3 separate regions of the Mus musculus genome follow, and all the other regions are linked to region 1. Evidence: chromatin contacts called from public Hi-C and promoter capture Hi-C data. All regions are on one chromosome and are shown on one strand. The core of a region is the stretch at or near the end of the contact, and the rest is flanking DNA. Distances in the headings are between cores, read along the strand shown. Region 1 holds the start of 5830448L01Rik (RIKEN cDNA 5830448L01 gene). Region 2 holds the start of Ddhd1 (DDHD domain containing 1). Region 3 holds the start of Polr3a (polymerase (RNA) III (DNA directed) polypeptide A).

Region 1 (4,816 bases), core at 833-3,332:
TTTTACAATAAGGACATATTCATATGAAACTTACAATGTTTAAAAAAAAAAAGCTTACTACTAACCAACTCACAATGCAATACCTACAAATCTAACTTAAAACATGCAAATTCCATATCTTCATACACAACTTAATCAGAATAGTGTAAACACCCAAAAACAAAATCTTTAGTCACAATATATTAAGTTTTCCAGGATCTAAACAATGTCAGTTGGCCAAACTTAGTTCTTTGACATTTTTACAGCTCCTCATAAAGGGTTAGAAAAACTTATTTTCTCATAGAGTACAATCTGTAGCTTCTACCCAAGCTTAAAGATTCTGATTCTTAGACTAAAGTGATTTTAACTGACTTTAAAAAGCTCCTTCAATGGTCATCTCCCTAAACTCAAGAAACCATTCTTCTACTTCCTGTATCTCATTGCTGAGTAACATCTTTCTGAAGTTGGAGAACTCCATTTTACAAAGGTACATGATTTATTATTATAAAATAGAAATATATAGCCTTGATTTTCCTCTTCAATTTACAAACTCATTTACCTGATTTACCCAAAAATATACTGAAAAAATTTTACAAGAAAAGTCAAAAAAAAAAATCAAACACTTTAAAAAATATAAGGTATAGTGCTTTTATAGCACAATCAATCATTATCCATTTCTTAACACTTTGGCCTTCTGCAGTTTAAATATCAATTTATCAATTCTAGGGGGAAGGTAAGCAATTACTTAAGGGCTTGGAAAATCTTCATTACTTGGAAACTTACAATAAGAATAATATTTAACTTATATTTTCAAATATTTTTGAGCTACACTTTTAGTATTTCTATTAAGTTCTTATAACTTAACGAATCACTATCCAATTTAGTTCAGCAAATATTCAGAAGACAACTCACCACCACCCTAATGTTTGAAAGGAAAACAACTCTGATCAGATAAAATAATAATTTAGTCATCGTACACATCTGTGCTAAAAGAAATTTTAGCTTTCCTCAGAGAGTTTCCATTTTGTAGTTCTGAACACTAACAAGCTTCATTGTCTTTCTTGTTAAGTATAGCCTATTAAACAAAACCAAGTGTAATTGGGCAGCTGCCAAAGGCAAGAAAAGTCATTTCTTTAAGCTGACTACAGACACGCAGACCTACACACATATATACATTCCAACAAAGTTGGAATGTTTTGGGCACACATACATGGCAATCATCTAAAAATGCTGACTAAAGCCAAAAAAAAAAAAAAATCTAGACTTGATCTTCTTTATGACATCTGAAAAACTCACCGTAAAAAACAGTAAAGCATTCACTGTGCAAGATTAAGATCTGCAAATGAATATATGATACTGAGCTAAGTAATAAGACAACTGTATTTTTAAAAGATCACGTCTCAGAAATATTCGCTGATGTATTAACATCATTAAATATTGATGAAATATCAGTGATTTTTTTAATATTAAGGAATGGGGAGCGTACTGATTAGAAAATATGGTTGAGTTATTATGTACAGAATCCAGGAGATATGAGTACAAGAGTTACGTGATTGCTTTTACTGTTTTCCATAACGTCCATTTTAAAAAGTCAGCAGACTACTGCGATGGCATTATCTAAGCTTAACATATGTACAAATTCAGCATATATATTTGGCATGACGTTTTACGCACATTTCAGACACACTATCTTGTTCTGGCTTCAAATTTCACCAACAGTCCTAACTAAAAAGGAAAAGAAGGTTCACAACTGATTGTTTTCGATTTGGGAGGCCTTCGCTTCATCCCAAAGCCCAGCTGACTTTTGATGGAAGTGCACTGCGATTTAAATTAGGGAAAGGGTATACAAAACAACCAACCAACCTCCTTACACTGAAGCTGTAAAGAAACCTAGCCACTTCCAGGAAAGACACCCAAGGTAATGCATTAGGGGGGCTTCAATAAAGAGAGGAGAGTGGAATGGGCAAACAGAAACCCTCACCTGAGGCTGCGAGTGCGCCCGGAGGCTGGAGCCGAGACACCCCTCGGGCTGGACACTCACGCAACTTTTCTCCTCCCAACCCCCACAGCCTAGGAAAGGGATGTCGCTTCGGACGCCCCGGAAGCTTCTGCTACCGAGTCCCCGAAGCAAGGCCTCTCGGTGACGGCTAGAGGCGGAGGAGACGACGGGGAAAAAGAATTCGGGACTCAAATCAACCGGACCGGGTTTGGAAAAGAGAAGTCAAATCAAGTAGCCGGAGAAGAACTCAAAAGGCAAAATTAAGAGGTGGGAAGGGAAAGAGTTTCTTGCGATCCTCCGGTGCCCAACTTCCTTAGAAGCCAGGTGAGCAACGAGCCTCGCGCCGCCCCTGCCGCCTCCACCCGCCCCAACTCACTCCGGGCCTAGGCAGCCGCCCGAGACCTCACTTACCCTCGGCGCCTGGCGGGTGCTTTGGCCTCGGGCCGCCTCCGCCTCTCCGGCTCCCAACGGCCCGCGGGCGGGCGCGGGAGCCCCGCGCGAGAGACCAGTGCCGACCGGTGCCACCGAGAGGGGCGAGGGGCTCTGCTGCCGTCACAGTCCGCGGCTCCGCTTCGGTAAATAGGAAGCTCGGGCGACAGGGGGGGTGGGGGGTGAGCGGCGGCCCCGCAACTTCCCTCCCCACCTCAGGCGCGCCGGCCGGACAGGGCCTAGGCCTCCCTGGCGGCCGCCGCCGGTGCCGAGCCCGCTACGTGCCCCCGCTGGGCCGCCGCCGCCTTCTGCGCCGCCGCCTCCGCCGGTGAATGGTCAGCGCTGGAGTTTGAACAGGGCCCTGAACCATCTCAACGCCATTTGCGCTCCCGGCCCCCCACCTCCTTCCTCCAACAGCCGCTCGCTCCGTCACTCCGCTTCCCACAGGCCCCGCGCGGCCGCCCGACTCCGCAGCCAATCGTACGGCCTCTTACTCAAACCGCCGCGCAGGCGCCGCGCCCCGCACGCGCCGGCTACCACCATTGGTCGGACCGCGTGGCCCGACGGGAGTTGTAGTTCTCTCTTCCGCAAGGTCCTGGTGTCTAAAGCCCGGTTCCGGAGCTGGCGAACGGTATAGGTTCTGGCTAAGGGCCTGCTGGACTTCACCGACTCCGGAGCCAGTCCCAGTTCCTAGCCACGCGACGAGACGCAGGTGCAGCGCGGGAAGGCTCGCGGCACAGTGCAGGCAGCTGTGTCAATCGTTTCCCCTCCAGGGACCCTCCGGTGTCTAGGGACAGAGACTTGTGCAGCTGCGCCGAGCCTGCTGGGCCACCGCCCGGACCTTGGAGGCGGGGAACTTGGGGCCGCCTTTGACCTGGTCTGACGGTGCGAGAGAGCCAACGCAGGTAAACGAGCAGCGAAACCTGGAGCAGTCGGGTGCTGGTCTCCTCGCAGCCGGGATCCGCTTCAGCCGGCCACTTCATCCTCTCTCTCCTTTCTTGTTCAGTCCCCACTACGGAGTTCTGTCCCCTACCTGTTAGCAATGACACCCCACACCCCCACCCCACCCCCGCTCCCCGAGTATTTTATGTTACTAAGGAATTATCGTCATCCTTATCGAACGTGCTTACGGTAATGTGGCTTTAAATTTAAAACACACACACACACACACACACACACTAAAGTGTTGATAGGTAAAATGATCCAATACGTTTATTTTGTTTTAGACTAAGCCTCTGGAAACTGGGAAAGAAGGGAATAAATTAACTGAGGATGTCCTTCGATGTTGGAGCTGTGGGATATGTACACATATGCTATCATACCAGTATTTATGTCTCAAATTGTTCATAATAAAGTTTTGGTTTGGGGGGGACGGATTGTTTGTTTTGGTTTGGGTTTTCAACTAACTAGTCCCGGACAAGAAGGTAGTGAATGATGGACGGAGTATTTTTAAGTTTTCTTCTGCAGAGACTTTTTTTCATGTCAGTGAATCACCTGGTTGAGAAACTTGGAGAGGTTTTATTTTAAACCTTCAATGAGAAAATAGCTTTCTAAAACAGTTTCCCTTAGGAGAAGTGAGTGGTCAGTCATTGGCCTTGCAGCTAATGGAGACTCATCTGAGAAATTAGAAAACTACTAATTGCTTTTAGTGAAAAGACAACCTCTTCTGCCAGATTTGCTTTTAAAGACTCCTCAAATTTCAAGCTCCCTCCACTGTAGTCAATGGATTTTTCCAACAAAGCTAAAAAGGAAAAATAAAAACTTCTGACTGAGAGGATAAGTTAATAGTAGAGTTTTTCTCCAGCATGCCCTTGGTTAGATGCCCTTGGCACTCCCTTCTGCCACCCTCTTAAAAATAAAAAACATGAGCACTTCCCAATAGGAATTTAAGGTGGATTTTCAACACTTGAATTGTTTTCCTTTTGATCCTAAGTTCATAACTTACATTCTTGCATTTGCAGTTTCCCCAGTATCAGCCTGACTGACTTCACAGCAGGCCATCGCCTCTTAACTTATGCTAAGGAACCAGTCTTGCACTATATATGGTATACATATATGACCTATTTGGGCCAATTTTGTCTTTTTAATCAGCAGCTTAGGATATTGTTTTATCATTTGTTTGAAGATGGCAGGCAGAGGTGCAGTCTGCACTTAGGTTAATTATTTAGATGACATGGTGGTGGGTGCTAATTAGAGGGTAATTATCATCAGAGGGAAAAGGTAAGATCAAAAAGCCAAAAGAGGTAGAGAGGGGTAGTTGCAAGATCTTCCTGGAGGAGGTTCCAAAACCAAGAGAAATATCCTCTGGCCTAGCCCTGCTAGTATTCTGCACTTAGTGGGTTTTGAAGCTGAGTGAAGCAAAAGTGGAAAGGTTAATTAAAGAAACAGTCTTTGGCACCCTTTATAGGG
Region 2 (4,816 bases), core at 1,496-3,995, about 11 Mb before region 1:
TGAATTCAAATCCCAGCAACCACATGGTAGCTCATAACCATCTGGAACAAGATCTGAAGCCCTATTCTGGAGTGTCTGAAGACAGCTACAGTGTACATAAATATAATAAATAAATAAATCTTTTTTAAAAAAAACTGCTAAAAAAAAGCAAACAAAACAAAACCACAACTGATTATTAGCATGGAAATACTTGGACTACATCCTGCCAAGAAATGGGAAGACATTTTAAATGTCTTGATTAAAAAGGAAGGAAGGAAGGAAGGTAGGTAGGAAGGAAGGGAAGGAGGGAGGAAGGGAGGGAGGGAAAGGAAAGGACATGGCTGCTCTTAGATATGGTGGAGGAGGAAGTTTATTATAGATATGTGGGAGAGCATGTCTATGGCTCCGCTCTCCCACATATCTATGCTCTCTCACATATCTATAAGACAAAGACATCTGGTAGAGTCCAGAGGACCAGGTGACCAGACTGAGCAGGGCTGTGTGGGGGAGAGAGAAGAACTGGGTGCTGTAGCTAAGAGGTCAAAAGTACAAAAGAGGCAAATGTACTAAAGTACAAAATGGCTGGATTATACAGGGAAGAGGCACCTGGGTAAGGGCAGCCTGGCCCCTGGGCTGGAGAGTTCTGGGGTAGAAGACAGGGTATGCCAGCCATATCCTGTAACAGGCAGGGACTAAGGGATGCTGGGAGAACCTGGAGGTCAGGTCTGCTTTGATATTAATAGGCACCGTAGCCATTTGTCCCAGGGTTTGAGACTTGACACTGTATCTACCACTTTTAATTACACTTTAATATAGCATCTCCTAAGCTAGAGGATCCTGGTTCTCTTTGGCATCGGAAGCATACAGAAGTGTCTGTACATGGGTAACTATCAGAACAGTGTGGATCAATGCCTCCATGAATAAAACACAGTTCAAAGTTCATACTCAATTTCTTACTCTGCATACTATTAATAGAGACATTGGGAAAGAATTTGGGATGCAGAAATGCAGATGCTTTGTTAGTGGGGCTGTAATGTACAAGTGGACAGACTGCTCACTGAGCAAGATTATCCAGCCAATCCAGTCGTTATGGTAGAAAATACCACCCATGTTCCTCTATTTATCATGAATTGCAACAGTATCATCTGCCCATAGAAAGCAGGGCCTTCCAACAGATCCCTCCAAAAGCACAGGGCACAACAGAGATGAGCCTGATTGAAATAATGACTTTGAAGGCTCTCTGACAGGTTACATCCTGAGAGCAAGACAACTTGCCCTACTGACCTGTTTCCACAAAGTAAACATTAACAGTGAAGACTGTCTGTTCTTGAAGTAAGAGCAAGATTGGAGATTGTTTTCTCAAGATAGGATGGGTTTATAAAATGAATTTTTTTTTCAATTTAAGAGAATGGTCTGAGGTGACAGAGTGCCTCAGCTATAAAACAGGATTTCTATGAAGTTACAGCTGACCTTGACCAAACTCATCAGTCAGCCACAGTCCAAATAATCTCTGCTGGGGCAGCCTGTTCCCCAAAATGAACTGCCTTTTAATAAAACAGATAATTCCAGGAAAGGTACATCATAGACCGACACATAGCTCTATGGCTGCAAGAATTTCATTTCCAAGCCACCCACTTGCCTCTATAAAGGGCCCCAGCTAGTTTACTCCCTTCTAAGACACCCATTTCCCTCCGGAGAGTGTCTTTCCTTCTTTGTTTGAAATAAACTGTCCATCTGTTGAGGTCAGACTCTGGTCTCTGTCTTCTCTTTACTCTGTCTTGGAAGTCTAACATAACAGAGCCTCCGTGTCTCCCTGAAACCAGGAAGTGAGTTACAGAATCAGAGTTATACTAAAAACAAAAACCAAACCAAACTTGGGAAGGCTTAAAAGCCATAGAATTACTAGAGACCGTCCGGTGCAACGATCTCCTACTTATAGCAAGGAATAAGACAAATAGATAAAGGAGATTAAGTGACTTGCCTGGAGGTGGCAAAGCTGAGTTTAGAACCTAGGTTTTTGTTTTTTTTTTTTTCCTCTTTCAGTCTAATAATCTACCACACAAGGCTGGCAAGACCAGTTAGTTATAACCAAGGTACATCGAATGCGCACAGACTGTGGGAAAAGACTAAGACATAGGGACTTGGTTTCCATCCAAGGCCTTACTGCACTACAGAAAGAACAGGAAGCATAAGGACAAGAGGGCAAGCAATCTAAAGAACTGGCACAGTGACTCTAGGACGCCAGTTTTGTAAGTGGGAGTGGTCGTGCCCAGGTGAGCAGCAGGCGTAGAGGTGGGGTGCCTTCTGTATGAATGGGCTGAAGGTTGGGAAAGGGCCAAACCAGGTGACCGAGCAGGTCTTTCGGATGCTGAAAGCAGGCCTAAAGCCAGGAACGTGAGCTAGCAACTTCCAGGGCCCCTCTGGGCATACAGCTGAATCACCCACGGGGCTCATGACCCGAAAGTGTAAAGATGAGTGGGCGAGAGCCTCACTGCGGCTGGCATCCAGGGGCGTGGAAGCGAGGGGGCGGAGCCACTGCGTCGAAAGTCGTGAGGCAGGGGCTCCACGGATGCCGAGACCGCCGCGACCCCGTCTGACCCCCGCTTCCAGGCGCGGAAGACTACGTACAGCCTAGCGCCAAACGGGAGCTCCAGCAGAGTCCTCGGGCCTTCCGGGGAGGCGCGCGCGGCTGGGGGCGGGGCCCCTGTGGCCCCGCCCACGCAGGGCTGCGTAACAATGGGGCGGGCCCCGGAACGGCGCTGCGGCGGCCGGGGGCCGGCGGGGAGGCGGAGTCGCCTCGGCCGCAGCTGCTGCCCTGCTCGGGATTTGAAAGATTATAAAGTCCGGGCCGAGAGGGCGGCGGCGTCGGATGCGCGTGTGGCGGAAGCGCCGGCGGCATGAACTACCCGGGCCGCGGCGCCCCACGGAGCCCCGAGCGTAACGGCCGCGGCGGCGGTGCCTGGGAGCTGGGCTCGGACGCGGCGGGCGTGTTCGGCGGCGGCGGCTGCTGCTTCGAGCACCAGCCGGGCGACAGCGTGCCGCTGTCGCTGCTGCGCGCCGAGCCGCTGCACCTGGCACCGGGCGCCGACGACCTGAGCCACCTGGCTCTGGACCCGTGCCTCAGCGACGAGACCTACGACTTCAGCTCGGCCGAGTCCGGCTCGTCGTTGCGCTACTACAGCGAGGGCGAGAGCGCGGGCGGCGGCAGCTCTTCTTCGCCTCCGCCGCCGCTCGTCGCCCAGAACTCGGGGGGCGGCGGGGCGGCGGGAGGGGGCCCCGGGGACAGGAAGCGCGCCCGGCCCGGCGGCGCAGCCGCCCGGCACCGCTACGAGGTGGTGACGGAGCTGGGCCCCGAGGAGGTGCGCTGGTTCTACAAGGAAGACAAGAAGACCTGGAAGCCCTTCATCGGCTACGACTCTCTGCGCATCGAGCTCGCCTTCCGGACCCTGCTGCAGACCACGGGCGCCCAGGCCCGGGCGGCGGGCCGCGATGGAGACCGGGTGTGTGGCCCAAGCTCCAGCTTCGGGGAGGAAGACGAGGAGGACAGCGCCTGCGGCTTCTGCCCGCGCGCGGCGGGGCCTGAGCCGGAGATGGAGGAGCTGGTGACCATCGAGCCGGTGTGCGTGCGCGGCGGCCTCTACGAGGTGGATGTCACTCAAGGAGAGTGCTACCCGGTGTACTGGAACCGTAAGTGGCTGGCCAGGGGCGGGCCAGGCTCGGCGCGCGCTGGACGGCGTTTGGGGGTTCGGTTGCCCCCGCGATGCCTGCCTCGGGTTAGGATGCAGGTTGCGCGGGGTGCCTCGGCAGGTGAAGGGTAAAAGAGCAGATGGCAGCGCCCAAGCTGCTAGCGGGGTCAGGAGGGGAGGATTCCGCCGGGGATTGTGCCTCCTGGGTGAGTAGAGTGCTGCTGCCATCCCCTGGAGGGTATCCAGGAACGGATCCCCAAGCCAGTAGCTTTAGTTTCTTGACCGTACCAGGGGCTTTGTCCACCTGGATATCTGATTCGGTCTCGTGTCTCCTGAAGCTCCTGTGATTTAAATAACATGTCCTGGAGTGAGTGGAAATGCTTGAGTGTTTTTATGAGAATCAACAGTTCAGCTTAAAACCTGAGAAGAGAAAAGCCCTGACGGGAAAGGAGAGTTACAATGTGTTATTCACAGTGGATGTGTTGGGCACAAGAGGAAAGAACTGCAGGAAGTGGCAGTGCGAAGTGGGTCCGTACCCTCTGTATAGAATGTTTTCATATCTCTTGGGTCCTTTTTACATATTTTTACTTTTGCTTCTTAACCTAGAAAAATTGCACGACCTCGGTTTTCACATCTGTTAAATGGGACTGTCATAAAGGTCTGAACGATGCTTTAGGCAACACGGGTAGGTTTAAAATCAGAATGAGGAAGGGTAATCCATAATCTGACGTGGCATGCAGCAGTTATTAATATATATGATATGTAGTAGTAACAAGTTATTGGCCATCAATAATTTGTACCATACAGTATTAACTTTATGGGCTTCAGTGCCCTTACTCAAATGTCTTTTCCTGATCTTTTGGCCCTCTATACATCTTATATTATTTATTCTGATCTATATTAATTATGTGTATTGATGGCTTAGCTTCCTTTCGGTTTATTTAGTAGCTTCTGGTCAGAGTCCACCACCTTTATCTTTGTACTCATAAAGCAGGTATTCGATGACTTGGTACCGAATTGCATCAGTGATTCTGATAATGCTAAAGCATGCATGCATTAGGTGCAAGTAACTATGATGGCAGATTCAGCACATTCCAAGTCAGGTATAGGTAGCATAGCAGGAAATTTCTTGCTACTCTTCAGGACAATAA
Region 3 (4,816 bases), core at 1,182-3,681, about 10 Mb after region 1:
TCAGGGCGTAAAGTAAATAAATTAATTAATGAGAAAAAAAAGGCCTTTCAGTCAGCATCCCTGCTTTACACCAGGGAAATAGCAGAAACCTTAACTACTCACCCCTATTGCATTGACGTGACACCACGAGTTGCTAGTGACTTTTTCATAAGGTTTTTCGTGTGTGAGGCTTTAGGTTCTTTAAAACCAGACCTTCGAAGCCCATGCAAGGTCTTGAAAAATCCATTGCATTGCCAAGAATGATCCTGAATTCCTGATCTTTCTGCCTTCACCTCCCAAGTGGGGCACCACACCTAGCAGTTTATTGGATTGGAAGGGAGGATTGTGGCTCTTTTGGCTTTGAGACTTTCTGAGAGTCTTTTAAAAACTTGTGAGTTTTTAAAAGACTGGTTTTTATCCAGCCAGCCTGGATGACATGGCTGGATCCTGGCTCCAGTTAAAATTTTAAAAGAACTGAGGATGTAGGTCCACTCAGTGGCGGAACACTGTCTAATATGCAAAGGCTCTGGGTACAATCTACATTGTTCAGTATGCAATGGCTCTGAGTTCAATGCCCAGCTCTGGATGGAGAAAAAAAAAAAAAAGAAAGAAACTATCTATTTGAACCAGCTGTGGTGGCATACACCTATGAATGACCACACCAATCTGTGAAGTTAAATAAGAGGATTAGCCAAGAACTTGAGGCTATCCTGGGCTACAAAGCAAGCACCAACATACCAACTAGGGTTACATAGAGAGAACCTATCTCAAAATATATTTTGGGTTTTTTTTTGTATGTGTGTGAATCTCTGATCTGACACAAAATAAGCTTTTAATATTGCCTGAACCAGAAGTTAATGCTTTGCATAAAGTGGAGCAAACATGAATTAACAGCATTATTCCAAGGGAAATACCCGAGTACAGGGCTTAGTGTGCAGAGGAGACCAACCTGCACTTCTGCCTGCACACACACAAACACACACAAGTATGTTAAGTCCCCAAAGCAGGCCCCCAAACGGCAGTGCTGACGGCACTATTTTAAAGTGATGGTCTGGACCCCACCAGACCTTGCTAGGAAACAGACTTAAAGCATTTCTCAGAAGCCCTTAACAGCTGGCTGAAGGCTCCTGGCTGTATCTGTCAGTCTCCTCCCTGCCCAACAGAGTTCTCATGCTAACCACCGGGATTTTCTGAGCTGGCCCCACTCCAGCCATATAAGTCCCTAAAACCTAGCAAGGCTTTGCTGCTGGGAGCTGTCTTCTACTGTTCTTAGTGGTGGCCTGGCAGTTGGTTTTGTTTTGTTTTGTTTTGTTTTGTTTTTGAGACAGGGTTTCTCTGTGTAGCCCTGGCTGTCCTGGAACTCACTCTGTAGACCAGGCTGGCCTCGAACTCAGAAATCCACCTGCCTCTGCCTCCCGAGTGCTGGAATTAAAGGCGTGCGCCACCACGCCCGGCTTCTGGCAGTTTTTAATAGACCGTTCTTTCTCTCCTTGGAGAGCTGAAGGGTTGGGTGGGTTTTTGTTGCATCTATTTACAAAACACACAATTCAAAACGAACCATACATATATATTACATATGCTGTGTAAGAATAAGCGTGTTTATATGTGTTTGTATATATGTTTGTACACAAGTATGTAAATAGATATGTAAATTTACTTATTTATACCAGGTGGGATGTAACTGAGCACTGAGAGTATGGAGACAGGATGGCAAATTCAGTACCCGTCGGGACTATATATGGAGAGCCTTTCTCAGGAAACAACAACAACAACAACAACACACACACACACACACACACACACACACACGCGCGCGCCGGTCCTTGTTTGATTTTTTTTTCTATTTGATGTAACTTTTTGACCTTGAGATTTAAAAAAAAAAAAACAAAACTGCGGGGCGTGGTGGCGCATGCCTTTAATCCCAGCACTCGGGAGGCAGAGGCAGGCAGATTTCTGAGTTTGAGGCCAGCCTGGTCTACAGAGCGAGTTCCAGGACAGCCAGGGCTGCACAGAGAAACCCTGCCTTGAAAAACAAAAAAACAAAAAAACAAAAAAACAAAAAACAAAAAACAAAAAACAAAAAAAAAAAACAAACAAAAAAAGCGGTCCATCCGTCTCTTCTGCTGTTTTTTTGTTTTTGTTTTTGTTTTTGAGACAGGGTTTCTCTGTGTAGCCCTGGCTGTCCTGGAACTCGCTCTGTAGACCAGGCTGGCCTCGAGCTCAGAAATCCGCCTGCCTCTGCCTCCCAAGTGCCGGGATTAAAGGCGTGCGCCACCACGCCCGGCCTCTTCTGCTGTTTTGAGAAACCCACCTGAAAAAGCCATTTTCCCCCACTGATCTGCGCGGCCTAGGTGCATTTTCGTGAAGGAGCCGCTAGATGGCGATCTAGAAGGAGGGCTCAAAGCAGCGTCTGCCAAGCCTCTCTTCATAAAGTCCGGCGGCGGAAGAGGAAGCGGCACGTGCGGCGCTCTACGGTGGCCGGGGAGGCTGCTGCAGCTTCCTTACTCCTAAATACCTAAGCACCCCGGGAAGGTGCGGCGACAGTGGTTTTTGTAGTCGCAGCTCCGAGAAGGGCGTCCGGCCAGCCGGCACCATGGTGAAGGAGCAGTTCCGCGAGACGGATGTGGCTAAGAAAATGTAAGGACGCCCCCGAAGGGGTGGGGGTGAGGTGGAGGCTGAGGTCCCGGGTCCCAGAGTGTCCCAGGAGAGGGACAGTTGTTAAGGGAGCGAAGAAAAAAGTTCCAGGATGGGATTTCAGATCCTGGGGTGGGGGGTGGGGGATCCGTGAGGTATAGCGGGGAAAGTGCAATGGACGGAACAGTGTCAGAACGGGCATTCTGGGCGAAGATGCCACCTCCTGAATCCCTGCGCTGATTACTCTCAGCGGACCTCTTCCTCTGGCACGAGGACACAGTTGTGTGCTGACTCAAGGTTGTCAGCTAGAAAGTGGCAGGCTCAGAAACCAAGCTGCTCTTCTGGGCTCTCTGTTTCAAAGCTTAATTATTAAGCCCTGGTTGTTTGATTTTTTTTTTTTTTGGCGGGGGGGGGGGAGGCTAAGGCGGATCTTTTTGCTTCTTCAACTTACATAAGAGAATGTACTGAGGACAGTGTTGTGCACTAAAGGTCCCGCAGAATGCAGTCTTTCTGCTTGGTCTGTTGTAGAGTAGACAAATCAGCCATGATTGTGGCAAATGCAACGACCAGCAGAGAGGAGACTGAGAGCACCAAGTAATGAATAAGTCTGGGCTCGGTGCAGACCAGGCTCCTTTTAAAACACGTACTGGAGGGACAAGGTAGACTGATAGACGTGAAGCAGGGGACTTACACTATGTGAGTCTTGCAAGGCGTGTCAGACTTTTGGAGTGTTTGGCCAGGACAGAGTTTGAGGCCATGGCAGGGATCTAGACTGGCAATGATGGTGACTTGAGCTGGGTCCAGGGCTCTGAGGTGGATGTGGGGACTTTGGAGAGAAGTGAACTTAAAGGGGCATAGGGCATAAAATGGAAGAGAGAAGCAGAGACAGAGGTAAGAAAAATGAGACTGGAGGAACTCTGTGTTACTGTTCACTGGGACAGGTGTCACCTGGGTGACCTCCGACTGTTCTCAGTCCACCATCTCAGTCCTTCACACGCACCCTATTCACATGAAAGGATCCTCACACAGCAGCCCAGGGATGCAGAGCCACAAGCCAATAGTTATGCCACTCAGGCCAAGGCAGGCAGTCAGGAGTTTGAAGCTAGCCCAAGCTACAGAGCAAGACCCTTCATTTCAGATGCAAACTAGATCTCTGTCACCTGGATCTTCCAGCAGCTCTTGGTAATGCTGACACTTGATTCCCTCCTAAATCCCAAGCCCTGGCCCCTGCAGGCCTTACTGGGCTCATCTTGTACCCTTAGCTGTCTGTGCCGCTTGCCTGTGATTCTCTGGTGATGCCCAGTGCCTGTGGGCCAAGGAATCTTTACCTTCTGCTTCCTATCTTCATTCTCCTATTTGCTCTGTCTGACTTAGAATTCAGCTGGAAGATCACCTTTGCAGAGAGGTGTTCTGACCAGACCCTGGTGTCCCATCAGACTGTACCATCATCCCATGTTATTTTAATTCTCTCTATCTTTTATGAACAGTTAGTGCTCCTACCCCAACTCCAAACAGATAAAGTCTTTTATTCAAAGCAGCACAGTATCTCTAGATGAACTCTTTGTCCATGTAAGTTGTTACTTGCTTGTGTTTCTTAGAAAATGGCAAAGGGGAGGAAGCCTGCACACGTTTGATCTAGATGTAACTTTTCAGATATTCTGAGTTGGAGATGCCCATGCCCAGTCAACTAGAGGTGGCTGACGTAAAGAGATTTCGAAGACGTCTATATATACAAACAAAGGGCATCCCTGGGAGGATTGTGCAATGAAGAGGAGGAAGGGTGGCACCCAGAATGGTGGGGGGGGGGGGTGTCCAATATGCAAATGATAGCAGTGGAAGAAGATACCTCAAAAGACCCAAAAGGACTAAATGAAGACAGTAAAGGAGAGTATAGGCCGGGTGGTGGTGGAGCACGCCTTTAATTCCAGCACTTGGGAGGCAGAGGCAGGCGGATTTCTGAGTTCGAGGCCAGCCTAGACTATAGGCTACACAGAGAAACCCTGCCTCAACCCTCCTCCTCCCCCCAAAAAGGAGAATATACTGAGAGGAGAGGGGCACTGAAGGTGTAGGGAACCTGAAAGCAGAGATAAGGAAGCAAGTCCAGACTGAGAAAGATAGGTTCATCACTAGCTTGCCCACCAAGGGAGTGACCTTGAGAGCAATAACGTCTCATGAGGGAAAATTGAAACTCTTTCCCGTAGGA

What was found. Promoter capture Hi-C pulls out the DNA fragments that hold promoters and counts their contacts. A called contact is a pair of places that touch in the nucleus more often than the background predicts.
Region 2: a contact with region 1 is called in a Hi-C map of CD4 T cells, with 8 times the contacts expected there. The contact joins the promoter of Ddhd1 here to the promoter of 5830448L01Rik in region 1.
Region 3: a promoter capture Hi-C map of pre-B cells shows a contact between it and region 1, with 2.5 times the contacts expected there. The contact joins the promoter of Polr3a here to the promoter of 5830448L01Rik in region 1.

What each region holds. Positions count from the first base shown.
Region 1 is chr14:34,671,934-34,676,749 of GRCm38.p6, reverse strand. It overlaps 5830448L01Rik (RIKEN cDNA 5830448L01 gene), which reads left to right and starts at 2,082. Exons shown (of 1, transcript NR_165636.1): 1 at 2,082-3,779. It overlaps Wapl (WAPL cohesin release factor), which reads right to left and starts at 2,822. Exons shown (of 19, transcript NM_001004436.4): 1 at 2,390-2,822.
Region 2 is chr14:45,656,072-45,660,887 of GRCm38.p6, reverse strand. It overlaps Ddhd1 (DDHD domain containing 1), which reads left to right and starts at 2,745. Exons shown (of 14, transcript NM_001042719.2): 1 at 2,745-3,666. The coding sequence starts at 2,877. It overlaps Mir5131 (microRNA 5131), which reads left to right and starts at 2,835; the gene lies at 2,835-2,927.
Region 3 is chr14:24,484,673-24,489,488 of GRCm38.p6, reverse strand. It overlaps Polr3a (polymerase (RNA) III (DNA directed) polypeptide A), which reads left to right and starts at 2,431. Exons shown (of 31, transcript NM_001081247.2): 1 at 2,431-2,616. The coding sequence starts at 2,573.